Linked DNA regions of Hordeum vulgare: region 1 is linked to region 2. Evidence: chromatin contacts called from public Hi-C data. All regions are on one chromosome and are shown on one strand. Each heading gives the region's core, a stretch centred on a gene start, on an enhancer-like site or on the middle of the called end of the contact. The rest is flanking DNA. Distances are from core to core; before and after follow the strand shown.

Region 1 (5,874 bases), core at 1,534-4,033, 210 kb before region 2:
TAATGCGCTGAATCGAATGGAACTCATATTGGTCACAGAGAAGCAATGATTTACACGGAGATGAAGCCATTCTGCGCAAATATATAGTTGATAGCATAGGGAGCATGTGCTGTCGGACATACGACGGTTCCCAGTTCTGCATATAAGCTAGCAAGTCAACCAAATCATCAACTTTAGGCTCGGTCCACTCAAGCTTTCGATCACCACTTTCTGCAGACAGCACAATGATGACTCACTTAGTACATATCGATGAGGACAATCAACAGATTCTCATGTACTTAAATAGTGAAGAACAAAGTATGGATAATATAACTGGCACTTGCAGCAAGTTCAGAAGCTTCACTCTCAAGTGCAGGTGAAATCGAGAAATATTAAAAGCAGTGTTCTTAACTTTTACCTTTAGTATCGAAATTGTCATCACATAGATACAATCTAATTATCTCCTCATTTGGGAAATTTGTCTCAGCAGCTAATCTTTTGCACACCTTGATTTGCCAATTCTCATGTCTTTTCTGTGCTTTCAGATCACGCACCTAAAATTGATTCCAACAAAGATACTCTTAATAAAGATAACTACGACCCATAAACCATTTGAAGGGAAGGAATAAGCACTGTATACTACAGTACTACATTTTATTTGATTGAACAGAAAACATCAGAAGCATTATTGACAGTGAACAAGTCAAGAAACCAGTTTTTGTGCATAATTCAATAAAGATAATATATACAGGTATGCGGACACAAATTAGCAGCTGAGGCCTGAGGGTAGTGCTATCAAACAACCTTGGACAGGCTTAAGGAACAGTTTTTGTCCAAATCAGGCATTGTCAATTATAAAATACACGTGTTCTGAACTGTGGAATACACTGCCGAGAAGGTTATGCTTTACAGTAGATCAAGTGAGATTACCTTTTCACAGCTAGGACATTCACATACGAAACCAGCTGGTTTTTCCATGCAAAATTCTAAAGAATCCACCAAGCAATAATTGCATCCAGTCTTGCTGTGATTTTTCTTGCTACCGGGGTGACCACAGTGTGAGCAGTGAGGCGATCTCGCAACTGGTGGGCTCTTTGTGGATGGTGATGGTAGATCATCGACATGGGCCTTGTCAAATCCTTCTAGGAATGGATAGATTCCTTTACCAATTTCATGTAATCTGGAGAAGGAGAAATAAGATCGGGTTCGGAAATGCAATGTTGGGCAACTCATTATGCTACATATTACAAGAATCTCTCATCAAAGTATGAAACATACTTATCCAAAATCTGATCTTCATCAAATAACCGCACAAATCGAAGTGCAGTCTCAACACCAAAACCAGGCACGCCATGCAAATCATGGTCACTGCCAATAAGAAGTGCCATGGCTACCATTTGTTTCCTCTTCAATCCAATCCCAGACTCAATATCTGCTATGTTGTAGCACTCGAAAGGTTCCTGAAAGAAATTCCGGATCATCGCACCATGGTACAGGGGAAGTGGAGCAAATCATTCATCTCATGGTATAAGAACTAAGAAGTATAACAGGCTGCCTACCTTACAATTCGACCGCATCACTTTTATGACAGTCTTGGCTCCAAAGAGAAAAGCATCACTGTCTGAAGTAATGCAGGCATCCACCTCACCCTCATTGTTCAACTGAGCGCAAAGGGCTTCTGCTTCACCCTTTGCCCACAATACTGGCATTCCAAGATTTTCAAGCAATTCCTATGCGTCACATAAAATGAATACTGTCAAAGATAGAAACTTTACCTGTTTCCAATAGTAATCCTAGAGCACCGAAATGCCTCAGCAAACATAGATTGGAAACTTACATGAACTACTAACGAAATGTCTCAAAGGCTTATAAACACACACAAAGGATCATCTTTTAGTGTTAATACATTGCATTTCAGTCAAGCTTTCTGAACCAAAATTAAATTCTGAATCTTGAAAAGATGAAGACAACATTTGCAAACACATGGGCACTGACCACGCAGTCCTTAACGCATCGTGTGAAGATAGCGTTTCTCGCCTTCACCGGCGCCGGGGCACTGGCCTCCCCTTCCGCCTCGGCGCTCGACGAAGCAGGCAGGTCCACCCCAGAGCCTCGGAAGAAGCGCGCAGCCCTGGCCTGCGACTTGAGCGGCGACGGCTCACCGTCCACCACGAACACCGGGAAAGCACCCATCTGCAGCAGTTCAGAAAACAAATCCGACCGGTGAGTCAAAAAAACAGAGGAATCAAACACAAAGGAGTATTCCCAACACAGATTGGGCCGCGGCCGCATCTCCAAGATTGGCGCTTGAACAGCGCCGGACGACCACTGCGGGACGCAGGATGTCCCAATACCTCAATGCAGGAGACCAATCGCCGGGGAGCATCAGCAGACGGGAGAGATCGACGAGGAACTACGAGTAGAATCCAGAGAGGAGATGGGGGAGGGAGGCCGAAGGGAGAGGCGGGAGGGAGGGAGGAAACCGAACCGACCTTGGCGAAGAGCGAGAGCGTCCGGAAGAAGGTGTTGCGGACGTGGGGGCGGCGCGCGTGCGGGGAGCGCGCCCGGATGGCGGTGCTGTGGGAGACGATCCAGAAGGAGAGGTCGACGGCGACGCGGCGGCCGTGGAGGTACCCCGGACCCTCCTGCCGCGCGTACGGCTTCAGGAGGTCCCAGAAGCTGCCGCCCACGCCCATCTCGTCTCCTCTTCGCCGGCGTCGTCGTCGTCGCCGGACACGGCGGGGGTTCTAGCCTAGGGCGCTCGGGCTCAGCGAATCGCGGGTCTCGCCGCTGCGGCTAATGGGCCGTTGGGTGGGTCGGCTCTCGGTGCCAGTGCCAAGTGGGCCGCGAGACGACAGGTTGCGGCCGTTCGATTAAAAAACCTGAAGCGGTTGCGTTTGCGCCAGGAACTGAAATGTTTTTTTCTGAACTGCTCAAATTCATCAGCAACTTTACTCAAAAAAAATCATCAGCAACTAAAAAAAGAATAGATCCTTCTGGTTAATTGCAAAACGTGAATTCTTGTATGTATAAATCGCAACAAAAATAAAATCCTTTTTTGTATCTCTTTTTAATCTTTGAATTGACAGATGCACCTGACTGTATCATGCTCTGTAGGTTGTGCTGTTATTATAATTCTTTCCTCCCTTGCAAAAAAACAAAGGACTGACTTTTGTTTGCTTTCATTTCCTGAAGCACTAAACTATGATTGTCAACTCCAATGTTCGAGAAAAGAAAACAGTTGTGAGCCTCTCAAAAAGTAAAACAAACGGAATTAGATGTATGTGGATATGATGAGCCATGTAGTAGTGGTCCTCGGCATTATGTATTTGGCCAGAGGAAAATGAAAATAAATGTGTGCCTAATTTTATTTTATTTTACTTTATTTTGCGGGTATGTAATGTGTTTGCTAGGTCGGTTGCTTGACGAATATTTCTCAATAGGATCAGGGAAAGGTTCGGCCGAATACTTTCATACAATATCACCACAAAAGTCAGACAAGGTGATTGTTGGCTGGACCTAACACTACTACTCCCTCCGTTCCTAAATATAAGTCTTTTAAGCGATTTCACTAAGGGACTACATACAAAACAAAATGAGTGAATCTACACTCTAAAGTATGTCTATATACATCCGTATGTAGTCCTTTAGTGAAATATCTAAAAAGACTTATATTATGGAACGGAGGGAGTATGATTTAATCCATGGAGAAGTTAATGGATATGATAGTGAAAAATACATATATAATTATCCTGCCCAGCTGTACGTATCAGACTTGATTTCCACCTATTTGTATCATGGATCTTATCAATCAGCTCATCCAGCCTGCCGGAATGCTTCCCCGGTGGAAAGCTATATATAGTGAATTAGTGAGCACATAGTAGCACACCACCCATCCACTTTCACCACAAAGAATCCGTTCAAGGAGGAGCCCAAGAAGTGATCATTAGTTTTCTAGCTCCATTCTGAGAAAGGTTCACCTGATTATACAATCAGTTCTTATTGCCAAGTTACTCAGTTCTTATCTGATTTTTGGTTATTTCCTCTTTCTGACAGGAAATTATTTCCTCGCCTTGTAGGTATACAATCTGAGCAAAAATGGTGAAGTTTTCCAAGAAACTAACAACGGACCAGGTTCCAGGATGGGAGGAGTATGTGAAATTTCCTCATTTTCTGATCAACTTGAATTGTCTCCTCTGTTGTTCTACTCTGTTTTGGTCCTGATGAAACATCACATGTCTGCTTGTTTCTTTCAGGTACTACTTCAACTACAAATTGCTGAAGGCGAGAGTGAAGGTGTACACGGAGCAGACAAAGGAAGGCAATCACGACCGAAGACGCGTTCTCAAAGATTTCTCAAAGTTGCTCGACGATGAGGTTCTAACTTGTCGATAATTCCATCGGCTTCGCGCAGCTTAAATCTCTCATTTTAGATTATCTCATGTTGTTCCCCTTTGTTTCAGATTGAGAAGATAGTGCTGTTCATGATAGAACAGCAAGGGCTGATCGCGGCGCGGCTAGAAGAGCTAGGGAAGCGAAGGGCGGTACTTGAGGACATTCCACTTCTTCAGGAGATAACTGAACTGAGGGAGGACTACAGGGCAGTTGGCCATGATCTTGTGAGGCTTCTGAAGTTCGTCGATCTCAACGCCAACGCGGTCCGGAAGATCCTGAAGAAGTTCGACGAGCGTCTCGGGTATAAGTTCACGGATTATTATGTCAGGAGCAGATCGAATCATCCCTATTCTCAGCTCCAGCAGGTTTTCAAGCATGTGGTGAGTTAATTGGCCAACACCTTTCAGTGGTGCTGCTTTCAAAATTCAAAAATGTGAACTTGAAATTCAAAATTGTTTCCATTTGAGCATTTGAGGTTTAGAGCCTTGAACTATGTGTAGGGTATTGGAGCTGTTGTGGGGGCATTGTCGCGCAATCTCGGCGATCTCGAGGAGCGCGAAGGAAGTTATCTGAACATCTATGATCAGCACCCACTGGCCATTCCGAAGGTTTCTTTGAGTGCTTCTTTTGTCAGTACAGTACAAAACTACAAGAGTTTTGATTACGCAGTTCTTATGTGGCTAACAATGATCCCTACGTGGTGGCACCTGAAGGATCCTATAATCGACATGATCAAGGCGACGGCGGACAAGCTGACGAACTCGACCAACTTCCTGCGGTTCCTGGGGCAGCACGCGCTGATCGCGCAGGGGAGCATCGCCGACGACTCACCGGAGGAGCAGCAGGTGTCGGAGGACAAGTACCACTTCATCTCCCTGGTGCTCAACCTGGCCAACACCTTCCTCTACATGGTGAACACGTACATCGTCGTCCCCACGGCCGACGACTACGCCACCAGCCTCGGAGCCGCAGCCACGGTGTGCGGCGTCATAATCGGCTCCATGGCCGTGGCGCAGCTCTTCTCCTCGGTCTACTTCAGCGCCTGGTCCAACCGCTCCTACTTCCGCCCGCTGCTCTTCAGCAGCGTCGTGCTCCTCCTCGGCAACGTCATGTACGCGCTGGCCTACGACTTGGACTCCCTCGCCATCCTCCTCGCCGGCCGCGTGCTGTGCGGGATGGGGTCGGCGAGGGCCGTCAACCGGAGGTACATCAGCGACTGCGTCCCGCAGAGGATCCGGATGCAGGCGTCCGCGGCGTTCGTCAGCGCCAGCGCCCTCGGCATGGCCTGCGGCCCGGCGATCGCCGGCCTGCTCCAGGTCAACTTCAGGCTGTACGCGGTCACCATCAACCAGGACACCTTGCCTGGCTGGGTCATGGCCTTCGGCTGGCTCGCGTACCTGCTCTGGCTGTGGATCTCGTTCAAGGAGCCGGTTCTCGGCGACGCCGGCGATGAAGGTCACCGCCAGGGATCCTCTCGTGGCTCCTCTAGCTTAGGATACC
Region 2 (5,650 bases), core at 1,927-4,426:
CTTAGCAGTTCCTCTGCTTGTTGCCGAAAAACAGGAATAACACTGCATTGTATCCACCCACATAGTTAATGACACAATTCAATCTAACACAGAAACTGTTTAGCCCAGATATTAACGAGTTAAAATACATTACCTGTCAGAAACACTTGAAATGGCCTCTGCTGCTTCATTGCCAGCAGATTGTGCCACATCAGTAGGCTGCGGTGCAGATATATGTTCAAACTTCACCCCAGACTCCCTCTCTATTCTGCTCACACCGAATTTATATCTGGGATCAAAAAGCATGACTGCAATGCCAGTATTGCCAGCCCTCCCTGTCCGACCTGACCGATGTATGTAGGCTTCAACATCACGTGGAGGTTCACACTAGAGATTTGGAATATGATCAGTGACAGAGCTAATTCTCAGAGAAGTTAATAAACGGCAGTTATTAGTATACCTGAATGATAAGCTGCACATCATTAATGTCAAGGCCTCTTGCTGCCACATTTGTAGCAACCAAAACAAGGAACTTCCCGCTCCTAAATCCAGCAATGACGACCTGCATAATAATCCGGTAATCAGTAGCTGTGTTTGATAGTTAAAAGCACATTACAAATGGATGAACAAGCAAACTACTCCCTCCATCTCAGTTTATAAGTCCGGCACGTGTACTTAGGTCGTTAATTTGACCAATTTAATGATAAGCATATATTTAAAAATATATATCATTAAAAACTTTAGATGTTCTATTTTCTAATGATATAATTTTTATATTAAACAATATATTTTATATCAGGCAAATTAACAACCTAGGTACACGTGCGTGCCTTCTAACTGTGACAGAGGTAGCACTGGAATCAGGACTCTTAAATACTATAATATCCAGCTCAACTGGCATACATAACATAAATGATATATTCTGATAGAGCTCAATCAAAATATGTTAGTTACAAAAATTGCAGAGGAACAGCACATTAGCTCACTTCAAGCACATTGGGCATGAGCATGGTCAAAACCGAATCACTTACTTCACGTTGAGCTTGTGCGATATCTCCATGCAGGGCACGGGATCCAGGAATCAAACTAGAGAGCTCAGATGCAGATTCTTTTGTCTCGGTGAAAATAATGGTACGTCCTCCACTGAAACCAGAGATTAAAAATACAGTAAGAACTTGTGAGGTTTGCATTAGTCTATCTGCGAACAGGATGATCATTTGGTAGAAGTACATACTGGCTGTAGCATTTTATGATGTCTGGAATAATCTGTGACCTTGCGGCCTTGTTGCAAGGAAGAGCAAGATGCCTAACAGATGCACTAGCTTTCATTTTCTCATTGCCAACAAGATCAACTGTTTTCCTGTCGGCTTTCAGGAAGCTCATTGAGAGCTACAATCATTCCACAGTATAGTCAGTTCACATGCTTGTCAAGAAGAAGATTATCAACAGAAGTACCATATCTTGCCAAAGTGGTTCATACCTTCTTTACCCAATCAGGTAGAGTAGCACTGAACAGAAGCGTCTGTACTTTAGTAACATCTTCAACCTTGCCTGTTTAAAACAGTGAAGGAATTTGGATTAAGTTGGGCAAGTTAGATGCGACACCATACAGACAACTTCGTAGAAAGAACACCTAGTAGTATTACAAGGATGTAGACATACCAAGAATAAGCTCAACATCGTCCTTAAACCCCATGTTAAGCATTTCATCAGCCTCATCAAGGACACGGAATTTCAAGCACCACAAGTTGAGTTTGTTCTTTTGAATAAGATCCTGCTCAAGGAAGTGATGTAGCGAGCATTAGAACAAATTAAGAGAGATATAGAGCAAATGAACCAGGATCAACATAGCGGAAAAGTACCTTGACACGGCCAGGAGTCCCAACAACAATGTCAACCCCGTTTCTCAATGCATTCTCTTGAGGGCGATAGGGGGAACCTCCATAAGCACAGCATGTAGAGAGCCCAAATGTTCCACCATAGAACTCGAAGTCAGCATGCACCTGAATTTTGTTGGGAATATCAGATCACAGAGGATTTAGAGGAAGGATCTATCTTCCTTGAGAATCAGAAAGTAGTGCATACCTGATTGGCTAGCTCTCTGGTTGGCAGCAGAACCAAAACGCTCGGAGGCCTGCCGTAATCAGTCCTTCTGGTTGCCTTGTGTGGCCCATTAACCAATGATTCCAATATGGGTAGAACAAAAGCAAGCGTTTTCCCCTACAATCAACATGAAAACAGTTTTTTTAGGAAAGATCACATGGGCACAAACACAAACTGATCCTCATGTCTAGGCCGCCAAAATGGTTGCTTCTTAGGGTCAGAAAGAACACCTAGAACGATAACTACAAGCAATGTTGCACTGCACAGACCTTATGAACTACTGTTAAATATTACCACTTTCCTAATAACAATAATTGCATAAAACTGTCCCATGTGAACAAAAGGCGTGCCATTCCGAAACAGGAACAACCATTCTCCTCTAATCCATGGAATTCTAGCAATGATCATGGTCACAAATTAGAGATTTATTCTCTTTAAAACAATGTAAGCGCAGAGGAAACTACAGTATAACCTAGCTACACCTAGTTCCTACTCTAAATCAATCAATCAAGTGACAAATCAACCAGCCAAATGAGACAAGAGGATGAGAGGAACACTGACCTGTCCGGTGCGCGCCCGGCCGACAAGGTCCTTGCCGTCGAGGACGAGGCCGAAGGTGGTGGCCTGGATGGGGAAGAGCGCGTTGATGCCCTTGGACTTGAGCTTGTCCTTGAGCGGCTCGGAAATCCGGAAGTTGGCGAGCGCGTTGGGGTCGGCGGGCTCCTCCTCCTCGCCGCTGGCGGTGAGCTCCCCATCGTCGTTGGCCGGCTCCTCGGCCTTGGCCTTCTTGTCCTTCTTCTCCTTCTTGGCCTTCTTGGCGGCGGGCGCCGGCTCCGACTCGGAGCTGGTGCTGCTCTGGCCCTCCTCGTCGGAGGAGGCCGGCTCCTTGATCTTCCGCTTCTTGTCTTTCTTGTCCTTCTTCTCCTTCTTGCCGGAGGCGGCGGCGGCGGCGGCGGCTGCCTCGGCGGCGGCGGCCTCGGCCTTGAGCTGCTTGCGCTTGGCCTTCTTGGAGGCGGAGTCGTCGACGGCCATGGGCTCAGGGACGGCGGCGATGGAAGGCATCGACGGGGCGGGGGCGGCGGCGGCGGGGGGGTGGGGAGGGTGGGAGGCTGGCAAGGGATGCGCAGCCGGGAAAAGAGGGGGAGGAGAGGTCCGCGGTCGAGAGGTTTATGTAGTTACGACGCGGGGGATGAAACCCTAGGCCGTGTGTCGCTGACAGGTGGGGACAGGGGGTTGTTCGCCGGAGGTGATGACAGGTGGGGCGCCACCGGCCAAGCGGTGGAGATATTTTGCGGCATGCGTGGCCGTTGCGTTTTGTTTTTTTTTTTTCTTCCTTTTATGAGAGGGGCCGTTGTGTTTCGTGAATCGTCCACGGTGGAATGCGTGGGACCTGTCTCCTGCTTAGAGCGGTTCCTCGGGCACCCTTTAGAGCATGCTAATTTTTTTAAAATATTGCACTTTTTTATTGTTTTTAAAAATATTGCATCATTTAAAAAAACAAAAATATAACGGCCTCAGCCTAATCGAAGCCGCTTCAGTCGGCCTAGCAGTAGCCGAGCGCCCCTAGTCGGCCACGTGGTAGCCGATTATTGGCCGGGCCACGTCGCTCCCGCCAACTCGGTCAGGATGGTGACGAGTCGGCCTTGGCGTGACCGATAGGCTTTTCGACCTTGGCGAGGCCGGAGCCAACTACCTCCCTCCCCTTCTTCCTCCTCCTCCTCCTCCTCGTTATCTCTTTCTTTCTCTCCTTCTCCTCTTTCTTCTCTTCCCATCCGAAAACTCTCTCATCTCTACACTAAATCCTAGACGTTTTTTCTCACATTTTCCACCATACTTGTATTGTATAGGGTTAGGGCAGTCAAACCATTCGTCCCACTCGCGATGGGGTAGTTCGTACTGGTTGTGTTGACCATTTTTTGGTGCTGGTGGTGGAGGTTGAGGTGGAGGTGGTGGTGGCGGGGGGGTGGTGGAGTGTGGGTGAAGGTTGTGGTTGTGATGGAGTTGGAGGTGGTGGTGTTCGTCGTTCGTCGTTTATCGTTCCTTCGCACGCTTCAAGGGTAAAATTCAACATTTGTTCCCATGGCGTTGTTGAATAACTTTTAGATGCTCCGGTAGATTTGGGAAATATATTTAGGTTTTATAATTTTTAGTTAATTCGGAAAATGTCAATTAAGTTGTTTAATCATTTTAGCCGCTCCGGTAGATCTGGAAAATATATTTAGGTCTTCTAATTTTTAGTTGATTCGGAAAAATTAGGTTTGTCCCTTTTCTAAATTTTGTCCTTGTTGAATAATTTTTGAAGTCAACAGAGATGTCTGATTTAGTGAAGTTAGGTTTTTCACTATGGTCCTGCTACTGTTCAAACAAATGAGATGGGAGGTGATCTTAGTGAATTTCAATACATTGAGGTGCGAGTGACTTCCCGTGAAACATGGTCTATTAGTCAGTTGACATAATGGCTGGCCGGATGTTTAGGGTTTAATATTGAAACACATACCATCGGTGTTCATGCATTATGGACCCGGTCGAGTTCAAATATTTACTTTTATCTGAAGCACATAGAGCGGGACGACCAGTGGGTGCAGTGTTAAAAGCTTGCGGGCGCAAGGGATATAATCCTGCCGCCTTACTGCTCCCCGTGCTGAAGCCGGTGACTGCACCTGAAGCCGAATGTAGTTACGATTATGGCCACAGCAGTGAAGGGGTGCATGATCTCACTACGGACCACTTCCTTCTAGTAGTCAACATCTTCAAATGCATAGGCCTATGAAATAGAACTGGGAGTGTCATCTATGAGATACACAAGAAAATCATCATCAAAGGACTTTGCAGTCCTATGTCTCTTGCTCCTCGTAGGAACTTCATTGTTCTCCTCCACATAATTTCAAAGTGTTCCATCGAAATGGTAGGTTCAGTAATTGTAACTAATTCATGATTCGATGAATTAGGCTTCTCCTGATTAGATGAGGTAGACATATCCTTTATGGGAAAGATATCTTCGAAGAAATTCGCATCATTCGACTCTATGATTGTACCGACATGCATGTCAGATACCTCAGATTTTACAACCAATAATCTATATCCAATGATATGAAAAGCATATCCCAGGAAAACACAATCCACAATTTTTGGTCCTAGCTTGCGCTTCTTCGGAATTGGCACATTGACTTTCGTCAAACAACCCTAGGTCCGTAGATAAGAGAGTTTTAACCTTTTTGTCTCCAATTCCTCGAATGGAGTTATCTCTTTGTTCTTTGTGGGAACTCGGTTTAGGACATGACATGTAGTCAATATCGCCTCCCCCCACCATGCCTTGGAGAGACCCGATGTGTCTAACATGACGTTAACCAAATAAGTTGGTGTACGGTTCTTTCTTTCGGCTATCCCATTTGACTGAGGTGAATAGGGAGGCGTCCTCTCATGGATTATACCATGTTTCGCACAGAAAGAATCAAATTCATTTGAGAAATACTCTCCGCCACGATCGAACCTAAGCCTCTTGATCTTTCGATCAAGTTGGTTTTCCGCTTCAGCTTTATATATCTTGAAATAGTTCAAAGCCTCATCC

What was found. A called contact is a pair of places that touch in the nucleus more often than the background predicts.
Region 1: a Hi-C map of seedling shows a contact between it and region 2, with 3 times the contacts expected there. The contact joins the promoter of LOC123399992 here to the promoter of LOC123399988 in region 2. A contact is called at or near these places in 2 of 6 Hi-C or Micro-C datasets (leaf and seedling).

Annotation. Positions count from the first base shown.
Region 1 is chr5H:494,972,246-494,978,119 of MorexV3_pseudomolecules_assembly, reverse strand. LOC123399992 (flap endonuclease GEN-like 1) reads right to left here and starts at 2,783. Exons shown (of 8, transcript XM_045094382.1): 1 at 2,472-2,783; 2 at 1,975-2,172; 3 at 1,539-1,709; 4 at 1,258-1,439; 5 at 910-1,159; 6 at 398-533; 7 at 1-210. The coding sequence starts at 2,675. It overlaps LOC123399991 (SPX domain-containing membrane protein OsI_32082-like), which reads left to right and starts at 3,846. Exons shown (of 6, transcript XM_045094380.1): 1 at 3,846-3,953; 2 at 4,059-4,130; 3 at 4,236-4,356; 4 at 4,443-4,754; 5 at 4,875-4,982; 6 at 5,088-5,874. The coding sequence starts at 4,078.
Region 2 is chr5H:494,765,776-494,771,425 of MorexV3_pseudomolecules_assembly, reverse strand. It overlaps LOC123399988 (DEAD-box ATP-dependent RNA helicase 7), which reads right to left and starts at 3,176. Exons shown (of 13, transcript XM_045094378.1): 1 at 2,644-3,176; 2 at 2,065-2,199; 3 at 1,842-1,982; 4 at 1,642-1,753; 5 at 1,460-1,530; 6 at 1,214-1,368; 7 at 1,011-1,122; 8 at 440-541; 9 at 134-366; 10 at 1-42. The coding sequence starts at 3,144.